3 separate regions of the Zea mays genome follow, and regions 1 and 2 are each linked to region 3. Evidence: chromatin contacts called from public Hi-C data. All regions are on one chromosome and are shown on one strand. The core of a region is the stretch at or near the end of the contact, and the rest is flanking DNA. Distances in the headings are between cores, read along the strand shown. Region 1 holds the start of LOC100192842 (Protein NRT1/ PTR FAMILY 5.2). Region 2 holds the start of LOC100278556 (Leucine Rich Repeat family protein expressed). Region 3 holds the start of LOC100280293.

Region 1 (3,713 bases), core at 312-2,811, 150 kb before region 3:
AAGATTCTACCTATGGTCGTTATATTATATATATAGTATTGCCTCTCTCTGCCGTGGAACGGGTCGACGCATGCATGGGAATGGGAGATCCTCCTCGTGATCTCCGACAGGTGGGATCGAAGCCGTGTATAAATTACGCCCAACAAGCCGCCGCCCGCCCGTTCCAGTTGGGTGGTGGGTGGGTCGGATTCTTCGTCTGCATCTCAATCAGCCAATCTAGCTCGTGCGCTGAGAAGTCTTCATTCATCTCAAGCCAATCCGGACTAGGCCAGGATGTCTGGGCAAGTGAGCCTACTGCATGGGGCATGGCTACTTGTCTTGTTGACTCGTCCGATCGATGGATACCCCGCCCCCAGCTACTGGAGCTGGTTTTTCTGCTTGCCGCCGGATCCTGGCGAGGCGACGACGTAGTACTACTCATCTTTGTCCGTTGCGCGTGGACACACTCGATCGGGGGCTAGCCTACTACTAGCCTAGGGCCGCAGCAATCGACACACGAGATACCTACGCCGCTACGCGTGCCTGCTCGCGACCGGTGATATGCCCTGCGCTCGCCGCCACACATGCCATCTGGGAGCTGGTCGGCCGGAGAGGCCCGGAGTTGAACCCAGGGGCCTTGTTTGAAACGGACGTACTAATACTAGACTAGCACAGTTTCCGTTGCATTAATTGATGCATTATTGAATCAATCTTTCAACTTCTAAGTTACTATCCTTTAGGGCATGTACAGTGGTGTTTAATGTGGGGGCTCTTAAGGTGTTTTAGGGGGTTATTTGCAAAAAAATCTTAGAGCCGTCTCTCCGTGAAGAGACGCATCTGGCTCGTAAACCAAGTAACAACAGACGCCTCACTTCCCACTGTACGAATTTGTCGTCTGTTCTATCGATCTGATGCTATACAAATACATTTAATTCTGTATTTATTAACAGACTACGTTTAGAGACACTCCATTGTACAATAGAGTCTCTTAGTTCTCTCCTGTGCTTGGAGAACCGTTTTGGTGTCTCTCCACTGTACATGCCCTTATATCCTTAGAGTAAGTTTAATAATAGAGCTTGTTGTTGGCTCTAACTTTTTTACCATGTCATTTATTGTCAATAATAATCACACTCATATAATAAAATTGATTCTAAGCTTGGCTCTTAGATGAATCCCTTGTCACTTTCTTTTTCATCCTTTTATCTTAAAGCTCATGTATCACCTAGCTCTTACATTAGAGCCAACTCCCTCTACCTTTTGATGTCTCTCTTCCACGTAAGAAAAAGAAAAAAATGTCATGTAAGTAGGTTTAGAGCTCATTATTGTACTTGCTCTTAGAACAGAGGAACTAATTAATAAGCTTTGTTAACCCATGCATGAATGAATGAATGAATGGTCGATGGAGTGTAGCTTATCCGAAGTGAAGAGTTCCAAACCTGAATGGAAACTGAAAAGCAGCTCTCCTAGTCCTACACACAGTTTCAGTCCCACGTTGACCCGGCCCGTGGAGGACCGGGGCTTATATAAAGCGCGCCCACCAGCTGCTAGAGCTGGCACACGAGCTAGATCAGCGGCCTGGAGCTGCTGGAGAGAGAGAGAGAGAGAGAGAGAGAGAGAGAGAGAGAGGTCAGGTCACCCCATGGCGGAGAGGCTGGAGGCGGGCGCTGGCGACGACGATGAGTACACGCAGGACGGCACGGTGGACCTCCACGGGAACCCGGTGCTCCGGTCCAAGCGGGGAGGGTGGAAAGCATGCGGCTTCGTTGTAGGTACGTACGTACGTACGTACGGGAAATCATACTACCGGCCGGATTATCGGCTTCGTCGTTGTAGTTGTAGGCAGCAGACTCTGTTTTATTTTCCACTAATCAAACCGGCCGGGCTGGGTGTCTGGGGTACGTAAACACGCACTAGACAGGCTAACATGATGCCGTAGATAGATAGCAGTAGCACAAGCTGCTAGCTTGCAGATTAATTAGTAGCTCTGGAGGCCCCAGACGGGTTTGTACTTTGTAGGAACAGGATCCATGGCGGTAGGCAGGCAGTCAGGCTGAAGCCTGCCAATCACAGTCAGCCATGTGGTTGGCTTTGGATCCAGAGCGCTAGCTGCTGTGCTGCCCATCGGACCGTCACCCCGGCCGCATTCTCTGCGGTAGTACCAGTCGACCTCCGTCGAGCGGCCGCGCCCAAGCGCGAGACACGCCATGTACGTGAGCATGAGAGCTGTTTCTCCATGGATGATGGACGGAGGATGCTGAGCCAGAGTAGCATCACAGAAGGCCTATGCGCGCTGGGACACTGGGAGTGTCTGTCTGTCTGTCTGTCTCCGTGCAAGCTGAGCTGAGGCAATGCGTACTACTAGTGCTACTATAGTACTAATAGTATAGCATTCTTTTTGGGGACGCTAGATGCATCTTGAGCGAAATATATCTTTAATATAAATATTTATGTATAAAGAAATGAGATATAGAGTACGCCCCAAAGAGGTAAATAACAAATACAGGAGATAATATTTTTTTAGTGGGGACAATGAAAAAGGGATATATAAAGAAAAGCTGCTGAAGATAGTGAGAACCAAGGGATTCTCAAAGTACGCTTGCTAGCAGCTTGCCCCCCACAAAGCTATCTTCAGCAGGCCGTGTAAATGGATGTACAAAGTAATGTCTTTCATTATAAACTGTAATGTTTGTAGAGTAAAGTTTGAAATAAAAAGTAAGATTGAGAATGGGATGAGAAGTCTGTTAGAGATAGTCTAAAAGTTGTGTCCACGCACGAGGAAAGAAAAAAGAAAACGACGCCCTTGTTTTTGGAACTGGGGAAGCAAACAAACACCAGTAAACTCCCACCCTCCCACCTAAGGCCAGGCTGGTTCTTAACCATGCTGTTGCTGACGAAAAGCACAGGTAACTGCTAGTGCTGGGGAAGAAATTTGGGGGATGCTTGCCCCTGCCACCAAGCGTTTGGAACTATTAGACTTGTACCGATCGAGGCTTTCGCACGCTAGCTTCCACCCAGATTTCGGCTCGGTGTTGTGCTCCCTCGTGACAACGAAGGGCACGCGCCGTGTTCTGTTTGTCCGTTTCAGATTATCTCAGACGTACGTATGGATCATGGATGTCGCGTGTGCCTCTGTCATAGGGTAGCTTGCCATTTACATACATACATGCAGATGCAGTTTATCTTTTAACAATTGTAAGGCTGGGCCACACACGGCCAACTTGTTCAGAGATTTCGGCCAACTTGTTCAGAGATTTTGTCGTCGGATTTAGAGAGTAGTATGCAGTCTCTTTTGCTTTGGCATGCCGTCCCTTTCGGATGTGTCTGTCTCGTCAAGTTGGGCTCCTGGTTCGCCGATACTTTTCTGGCTCCGTTCAGTATCAAATGCAAACCAGGAGGGAAGAGAGAAAGATAGATAGATAGATAAATATAATAAACTAGTTAGTTAATTAAAATCCAGATCCTCAACATAATATCTGATTTTTTTTTTGGAATCGTTCGTGTGCACGAAGTGTACGAGGTGTTCGAGCGGATGGCGTACTACGGCATCTCGTCGAACCTGGTGCTGTACCTGACGACGAAGCTGCACCAGGGCGTGGTGCCGTCGGCGAACAACGTCACCAACTGGGTCGGCACCGTCTGGATGACGCCCATCATCGGCGCCTACATCGCCGACACGCACCTCGGCCGCTACCGGACCTTCATGGTCGCCTCCGTCATCTACCTCACCGTGAGTC
Region 2 (3,849 bases), core at 421-2,920, 220 kb before region 3:
GGGTCCTAGAAAAAATATACTACTTTAGATCATGGTTCTTTTGGCAAGGTAGTGATCACAAAAAGAAATATAGGCTTGCTAAATGGGAAATTCTTTGCCAGCCAAATGAAGTAGGGGGTTTGGGTATTCAGAATATAGACGTCCAAAATAAGTGTCTGCTAAGTAAATGGTTGTTTAAATTGTTGAATGAGGATGGTTTGTGGCAAACTTTGCTCAGAAAAAAAACCCTAGGTAGATACACGCTCACAAAAGTAACCTCGAAACCAGGTGACTCCCATTTCTGGGCAGGTTTGATGAAAGTGAGGACACCTTCATAAATTTAGATTCTTTTATCTTGAAAAAGGGACTCAGATTAGGTTTTGGGAGGACAGCTGGTTGGCTAATGACCCAATATCCATCGTTGTATAATATAGTGCGCAAAAGGGTGCTACAGTAGCGTCGGTTTTCGAAACGGTTCCGCTTAATGTTTCTTTTCAGAGAGCGTTGGTGGGTGAAAACCTGAGGTTATGACACCTGTTGGTTCTCATAGTAGCTCAGGTTGAGCTATGTGGGGAGAATGACATGTTCAAATGGGATTTATCTGTGACGGGTCATTTCTCTGTCAGATCAATGTATAGAGCACTCCTTAACAATAATCATGTGACTTATAATAAGACTTGATGGTCTTTGAAGGTACCACTGAAGATAAAGATCTTTATGTGGTATTTAATTAGAGGGGTGGTTTTAACAAAAATAATCTTCTGAGGCGTAACTGACATGGAGATAGAAAGTGTGCCTTTTGTCACTCGGATGAATCAATTCAACACTTGTTTTACCAAGATCAGTTAGACACGCTTTTGGGAATTGGCGTTTTCGGATGCCTTCGAAAACTAAACACTTGATTATTTCAGGTGTTGCGGCTATTTGAATAATTAGGAATGATTTAGTTTTTGACAAAAAAACCCATGTTAACCTACTTGAAGGTACTCTTTGGGGCGACACATTGGTTTAGGACGTGGGCTGATCTTCATAAACAAGAAGAGGGTATCCTAATAAAGGAAGCTTGCCGACGGTTAGAGTGCACTGCTCTACAGATTTTTGCGCAACATGGATGGAAGTTTACAAATCAAATTGCTTCGTAGTTTTGTCTATGGATTGTGTGTCTTTTTCTAGTTATGAAACCGTGGTCTTTTATGGTGTATTTCAGGAGGTTTGTCCCTCCATATGTGGCTAGTCGTGTGATTACTCCATATAAAAACTTCCTGTGTGTTGGCTAATCCTTTGAGTGAGGTGAAGCTGGACTGGTATCCATTATAAATAAAACTAATTTGTGCATATGAAATGAATTGGTTTTAGGTCTCTTTTTTCCCTAGGTACTTCTCACAAAACCCCCTTCCTAAATCCATTTCCTTCTCGCTTTACGTTTCCTTCCTGGTCTTGTGCTATGGGATCACCCATGCTCTCGTGCAGATTTGTGCTGGCGTGTACTTCATTCTTGTCTAGCAGTCGGACCGTTGCTCTCAGTCGCCACCGTGTTCCTGCCGGCCATTTCACCGCTAGTAGTCCTAATGCACGATGTGTGCTCCAGATTCCACGATGACCGCGAGTCCGTGGTCGTCGTCGTCAACCACGTCGCACTTGTTACTTAATCACACAAGTGGGAGTGGCCGCCGATCGAACTGAAAACTAACAACAAAAGATCCCCGCACCGCTAGGCTCAAACCCAGAGCTAGCTAGCCTAGCCATGGCAGAGCACGCAAGAGGCTCCCAAATCCTTCTCATTTACCTCTGCCTCCTCCTACTATCCTCCTCGGCGCACCTGGTGACGAGCATGGACCTTGACAGCTACGACGACTACGACAACTTCTCCGATGAGTTGGTGGCACCGGCAGACTACGACGACGAGAGCTTCTCCGACGAGGCGGTAGCGGCACCAGCACGGCGCCGCCTGTACGACATCAGCCTCAACGCCTCCTCCTCCAACAGGTCCGGCGCAGCCTTCTGCAGGCTGCTGTTCCTGCAGATACTGGACCTGTCCAACAACAAGCTCACGGGAGAGCTGCCGGATTGCCTGTGGGAGATGCAGGCGCTGCAGTTCATGGACCTGTCGAACAACTCCTTCTCGGGCAAGATCCCCGAAGCTCCACCGTCCCACAACTGTTCGCTAGCATCACTCCACCTCGCCGGCAACAGCTTCACCGGAGAGTTCCCGACCGTCGTCGGGGGTTGCCAGGAGCTGGCCACCGTAGACATCGGCAACAACAGGTTCTACGGCGACATCCCTCGCTGGATCGGGACCTTCGTTCCGGCGCTGAAGATCCTTAGGCTCAGCTCGAACAACTTCAGCGGCCAGATCCCTCCGGAGCTGTCGCAGCTCTCGCAGCTCCAGCTGCTGGACCTGGCCCACAACGGACTGACGGGGCTGATCCCGAGAGAGCTGGGAGACCTGGCTTCCATGAAGCACCCCAAGATCAACTCCAGCACAGGATCGCTGGACGGGTCCATCTACCAGGATCGGATCGACATCATCTGGAAGGGGCAGGATTTCACGTTCCAGAGGATACTGGAGCTGATGACGGGCATCGATCTGTCGGGCAACTCCCTCTCGCATTGCATCCCTGACGAGCTCACCAATCTCCAAGGCCTCCGGTTTCTGAACCTGTCGAGAAACCGTCTGTCGTGTGGAATTCCTAGCAGCATCGGAAGCTTGAACGTTCTCGAGTCACTTGACCTCTCGATGAACGAACTGTCAGGAGCCATTCCTCCAGGGCTGAGCAATATGCTGTCCCTCAACAATCTGAATCTCTCGAGCAACAACTTGTCGGGCACGATACCCACTGGGAGCCAGCTCCAGACCCTCACTGACCCATCGATCTACAGCAACAATCCCGGGCTCTGTGGACCTCCTCTCAACCCTTGCCAAGACACGTCACGTGTTCATGAAGGAGATGTCGGAGGATACCGGGACGGGGACCCATGGCTGTACTACTGTGTGATCGCTGGAGTCGTTTCTGGGTTCTGGCTGTGGTACGGGATGCTCTTCTCCGTTGCGAGGTTGAGGTGCTCTGTTTTCTTCTTTGCTGATCGCGTACAGTACAGAGTTATGCAGAAGATGCGGCCTTTCAATCATTTTGTTTCGAAAGAGAAGAGCGATCCATCGTCTGTGCCTATGTTTTCTACAAGTGATACAAGCTGAAGAATGGACTACTGATATCTTCTCTTTTTTTCCCCTCTGCCCTAGTGCAGCAGGAGATTTGCTGTCTTTCTTTGTACGCTTTAAGATGTACTGTAATGCTGAGAGGAGGCCAGAAGGATTATAGTCAACTGTTGTATAGCAATTTCAGTAAAAAAAACATTATATTTTTAAGGAGATCTACTGTCTTTCTTTGTGTGCCTTTCTGATATGAATATGATATGTTTAAGAAGTTCTTAGTTTTTTTTGGTAGTTTATTCATTTCTACTACTGTTATAAAAAGAATTTGTATATGAAATTATTTTTAAGAAGTGGCATAGGTATACCCGTCACCCATTGAGGGGAAACCACCACCTTAAAAAACCGAAACTTATATATGCTGGGAGCTGCACTTCCATCATCAAAAAGATTCAGAGAGAGAACTAAGAACTTATCATGCACAGCAGAAAATGGTATGGAAAGTAAAGTGACACTAAGAGCACCTTGAACAATGTGCCATATAAAATGCCCTATATTTTAAAAGCGAGAATGTTTTGAAAATTTTAGGGCACCACAAAACAGTAAACTCCAACAATAAAGCCCCAAATCAAACCATTAACCGAAATCTGGTAACTTCTGCCCGCCATTGTCATATTCCTGTGCGCCACTATCTTCTTTCCACCGCGCGCAGCTTTCTC
Region 3 (3,888 bases), core at 215-2,714:
CTTGCGAAGGATCACTCCAAGCACTTGAATAGCCAGAGTTGGCACCACCACTTCCATAGCCTGCATTGTATCCAGATGATCCACCAGTAGCAGGATTGCCAGCACTATCAATACGTGCTCCATAAGCCCCATATCCTCCGTGACTAGCGTATGATGGATCCCCTCCATATCCACCATACCCATAGCCCTGGCTTCCATAGCCTGCAGGTCCACCAGGGGCTTGACTATTCAGAGCATTGCCGCCACCAGAAGAGTTGTTCCAAGCACTATACCCAGCACTGCCACCATACCCTCCAGTTCCATATGCAGATGGAGCTTGACTGCCCCAAGGTCCTCTATTTGAGCCTGGATGTCCACCTTGGTAACCAGAACCAGCTGCACCTGGGTTTCCATAATGTCCACCATAAGCAGCAGGAACACCCCCATACCCTCCAGCCCCATAATTTCCATATCCAACTGCAGGGTTAGCACCATATCCATATCCAGCTGCCCCAGCACCATAGCCTCCTGCACCGTAGCCAGGATAGCCACCACCACCACTACCCTGTTGTGTCTGCCCGTACCTGCCACCATCACTTCTACCATCATAGCTACCAGAGCTGGTGTTATGGCCATTGTTGCTCTGATAACCCCCACCTCCCCCAGAACGACCACCACCAGAGCCGCCAGGATTCGCCTCACGGGGCAATGCGCGCTTCACCTCAACCAGCTTCCCACCAAGATCATGGAAGGTCTTCTGCAGCACGCGGTCAACCGCGTCCTCCGAATCAAAGGTGATGAACCCGAAACCACGTGGGCGCTGTGTGTTCTGGTCATACATGACAACTACGTCAGTAACTATGCCAAAGGTCTCGAAGTACTGCCGGAACCCATCCTCAGTCAGAGTAGAGGGCAGCCCGCCCACAAAGATCTTCTTCGTCCGAGCACCACTTGCATCGCTGCCGCCACCGCCGCCTCCTCCGCCACCGGAGTTCCTTCCACCGCTAGGGTTCGCGGCCTTGGAGGCCTGCTGCTCCTCCCGCGAGAGTGCCCGCTTCACATCGACCTGGGGCAATAAAAGTACCGCAAACCGAGAGAAATCCTGGTCAAGCCCGGACGGTGGGGCAGATGAGAAGACGACCAAAGCGAATATTCGGCGCTGGTTTGCGAATATTCGACCTAGGGTTTCGCGTCGGCGAAGAGGTGGGGTTGCCATACCGTGCGGCCGTCGAGGGTGTGGGGGTCCTGCAGCGCTCTGTCGACGGCGGCGGGATCCGCGAAGACGACGAACCCGAAGCCGCGGGGGCGGCCGGTGATCTTGTCGCGCATGACGGCGGCCTGCGTTACCTCGCCGTAGGCGGAGAAGTGCTCGCTCAGCTTCTCCTCCGTCGTTTCCCAGGAGATGCCGCCGATGAAAAGCTTGCCCTGGTCCGACTCCATCTCTACTCCTCCGCCTCGCGCTCGCCTGCTGGTGCGATGGGGGAGAGAGGGGGAGAGAGGAATAGAGCGGATTTGAGGCTTCCGGGGTGCCGATTTGGGTCTGTGGGCGGTAGGTTGGTTTGAGTGGGATATTTCATGTCCGGCGCGTGGTGGGGGACCGGAAGGAGCCGCAGCACGGAGGGCTGGAGGGTTTTCGTGGGCTTTTTGGGGCTGATTTGGAAACTAGCTCTTCGGGTTGCGGAGTTTGCAAAAGTTTTTACATGATCAGATTCCGAATTTTGGAGGGGCGTAGGCTTTTTAGAGTTGTTTGGCACCAACGTTCCCTAAAGCCTGCTTGCGACGAATATAATTTTAGGTACTCTTTAGGAAAAGGATGAAAGATTGTAGGATTGTTTTGAGGTCGGTATGCCACCTAAAACGACTTTAGATGATGTAGAGTCGAAAAGAATTGAAGATTGAGGTTGAAAAACTATAAGAGCAACTCCAGTGGTTCTCTAAAAGACTTCCTAAATCAATAATTTAGGTAGTTAACATGAAAACTATTCTCCAACAGTTCTCTAAATGAACTTTCTAAATTTAACAACTTATCATCTAACCGCATTTTCTCTCTACATTTGGCAACCATTTAACAACTCCCTAAACAAAAATGTTGACTGCATTATATAGTTTTTGTGACTTATTTTTTATGTGGATAAATACAAAACAAAATTACAACCTATATTTAGAGAACTATTGGAGAACTCACATTTTTTTACTCCAAAAGCTATTTACCAACTTCTTAAATATGTGATTTAGAGAGCTAAAATTTACATAACTATTGGAGTTGCTCTAACTAAGTTATAAGTATCATAAGGCTAATACTGTCGGGGACCATAATTAGGGGTACCCTCAAGACTCCTAATTCTCAGCTGGTAACCCCCATCAGCATAAAGTTGCAAAGGCCTGATGGGTGCGATTAAGTCAGGGATCAGTCCATTCGAGCGACTCGATCATGTCTCGCCCGAGTCTAGCCTCGGACAAGAGCAGCCGACCCCGGAGGATTTCCGTCTCGCCCGAGGCCCCCCTCCAACGGCGGACACATCTCCGGCTCGCCCGATGCCCTGCCTTCGCGAAGAAGCAACCCTGACTAAATCGCCGCACCGATCGATCGGATCGCAGGAGCATTTAACGCAAAGGTGGCCTGACACCTTTATCCTAACACGCGCCCCCCGGCAGAGCCGAAGTGACCGCCGTCACTTCGCCGCTCCACTGACCGGCCTGACAAAAGGACAGCGCCGCCTGCGCCACTCCGACTGCAGTGCCACTTGACAGAGTGAAACTGACAGGCAGTCAGGCCCTGCCAAAGGCACCATAGGAAGCTCCGCTCCGCCCGACCCAGGGCTCGGACTCGGGCTAGGACCCGGAAGACGGCGAACTCCGCTCCGCCCGACCCCAGGGCTCGGACTCGGGCTAAGTCCCAGAAGACGGCGAACTCCGCTCCGCCCGACCCCAGGGCTCGGACTCGGGCTAGGTCCCGGAAGACGGCGAACTCCGCTCCGCCCGACCCCAGGGCTCGGACTCGGGCTAGGTCCCGGAAGACGGCGAACTCCGCTCCGCCCGACCCTAGGGCTCGGACTCGGGCTAGGTCCCGGAAGACGGCGAACTCCGCTCCGCCCGACCCCAGGGCTCGGACTCGGGCTCAGCCCCAGAAGACGACGAACTCCGCTTCGCCCGACCCCAGGGCTCGGACTCCGCCCTGGCCTCTACCGAACGACCTCCGCCTCGCCCGACCCAGGGGCTCGGACTCGGCCTCGGCCACGGAAGACAGACTCGACCTCGGCTTCGGAGGAGCCTCCACGTCGCCCAACCTAGGGCGCAAGCCAGCCACGTCAACAGGAAGCGCCATCATCACCCTACCCCGAGCTGACTCGGGCCGCAGAGAACAAGACCGGTGTCCCATCTGGCTAGCTCCGCCAAATAGGCAATGATGGCGCCCCGCAAGCTCTGTGACGACGGCGGCTCTCAGCTCTCTTACGGAAGCAGGAGGACGTCAGCAAGGACTCCGCTCCGACAGCTGTCCCTCCGCCAGGCTCCGTCGCTCCTCCGACGGCCACGATATCACACCAGCTGGGTGCCAAGATCTCTCCGGCTGCCACATCGGCATGTACTTAGGGCGCTAGCTCTCCCCCGCTAGACACGTAGCACTCTACTACACCCCCATTGTACACCTGGATCCTCTCCTTATGCCTATAAAAGGAAGGACCAGGGCCCTCTTAGAGAGGGTTGGCCGCGCGGGGACGAGGACGGGACAGGCGCTCTCTTGGGGCCGCTCGCTTCCCTCTCCCGCGTGGACGCTTGTAACCCCCTACTGCAAGCGCACCCGACCTGGGCGCGGGACGAACACAAAGGCCGCGGGATTTCCACCTCTCTCACGCCCATCTCCGGCCACCTCACTTCCCCCCTTCGCGCTCGGCCTCGTGTCGACCCATC

Evidence for each region. Hi-C and Micro-C count contacts between places; a contact is called where the count stands out from the background.
Region 1: a Hi-C map of ear shows a contact between it and region 3, with 3 times the contacts expected there. The contact joins the promoter of LOC100192842 here to the promoter of LOC100280293 in region 3. A contact is called at or near these places in 6 of 25 Hi-C or Micro-C datasets (ear, endosperm, leaf and 1 more).
Region 2: a Hi-C map of leaf shows a contact between it and region 3, with 4 times the contacts expected there. The contact joins the promoter of LOC100278556 here to the promoter of LOC100280293 in region 3. A contact is called at or near these places in 6 of 25 Hi-C or Micro-C datasets (ear, endosperm, leaf and 1 more).

The regions. Positions count from the first base shown.
Region 1 is chr5:31,420,318-31,424,030 of Zm-B73-REFERENCE-NAM-5.0, reverse strand. It overlaps LOC100192842 (Protein NRT1/ PTR FAMILY 5.2), which reads left to right and starts at 1,561. Exons shown (of 3, transcript NM_001138032.1): 1 at 1,561-1,748; 2 at 3,489-3,706. The coding sequence starts at 1,619.
Region 2 is chr5:31,498,730-31,502,578 of Zm-B73-REFERENCE-NAM-5.0, reverse strand. It overlaps LOC100278556 (Leucine Rich Repeat family protein expressed), which reads left to right and starts at 1,670. Exons shown (of 1, transcript NM_001151794.2): 1 at 1,670-3,344. The coding sequence starts at 1,724. The coding sequence ends at 3,175.
Region 3 is chr5:31,274,682-31,278,569 of Zm-B73-REFERENCE-NAM-5.0, reverse strand. LOC100280293 reads right to left here and starts at 1,464. Exons shown (of 3, transcript NR_158746.1): 1 at 1,198-1,464; 2 at 1-1,045.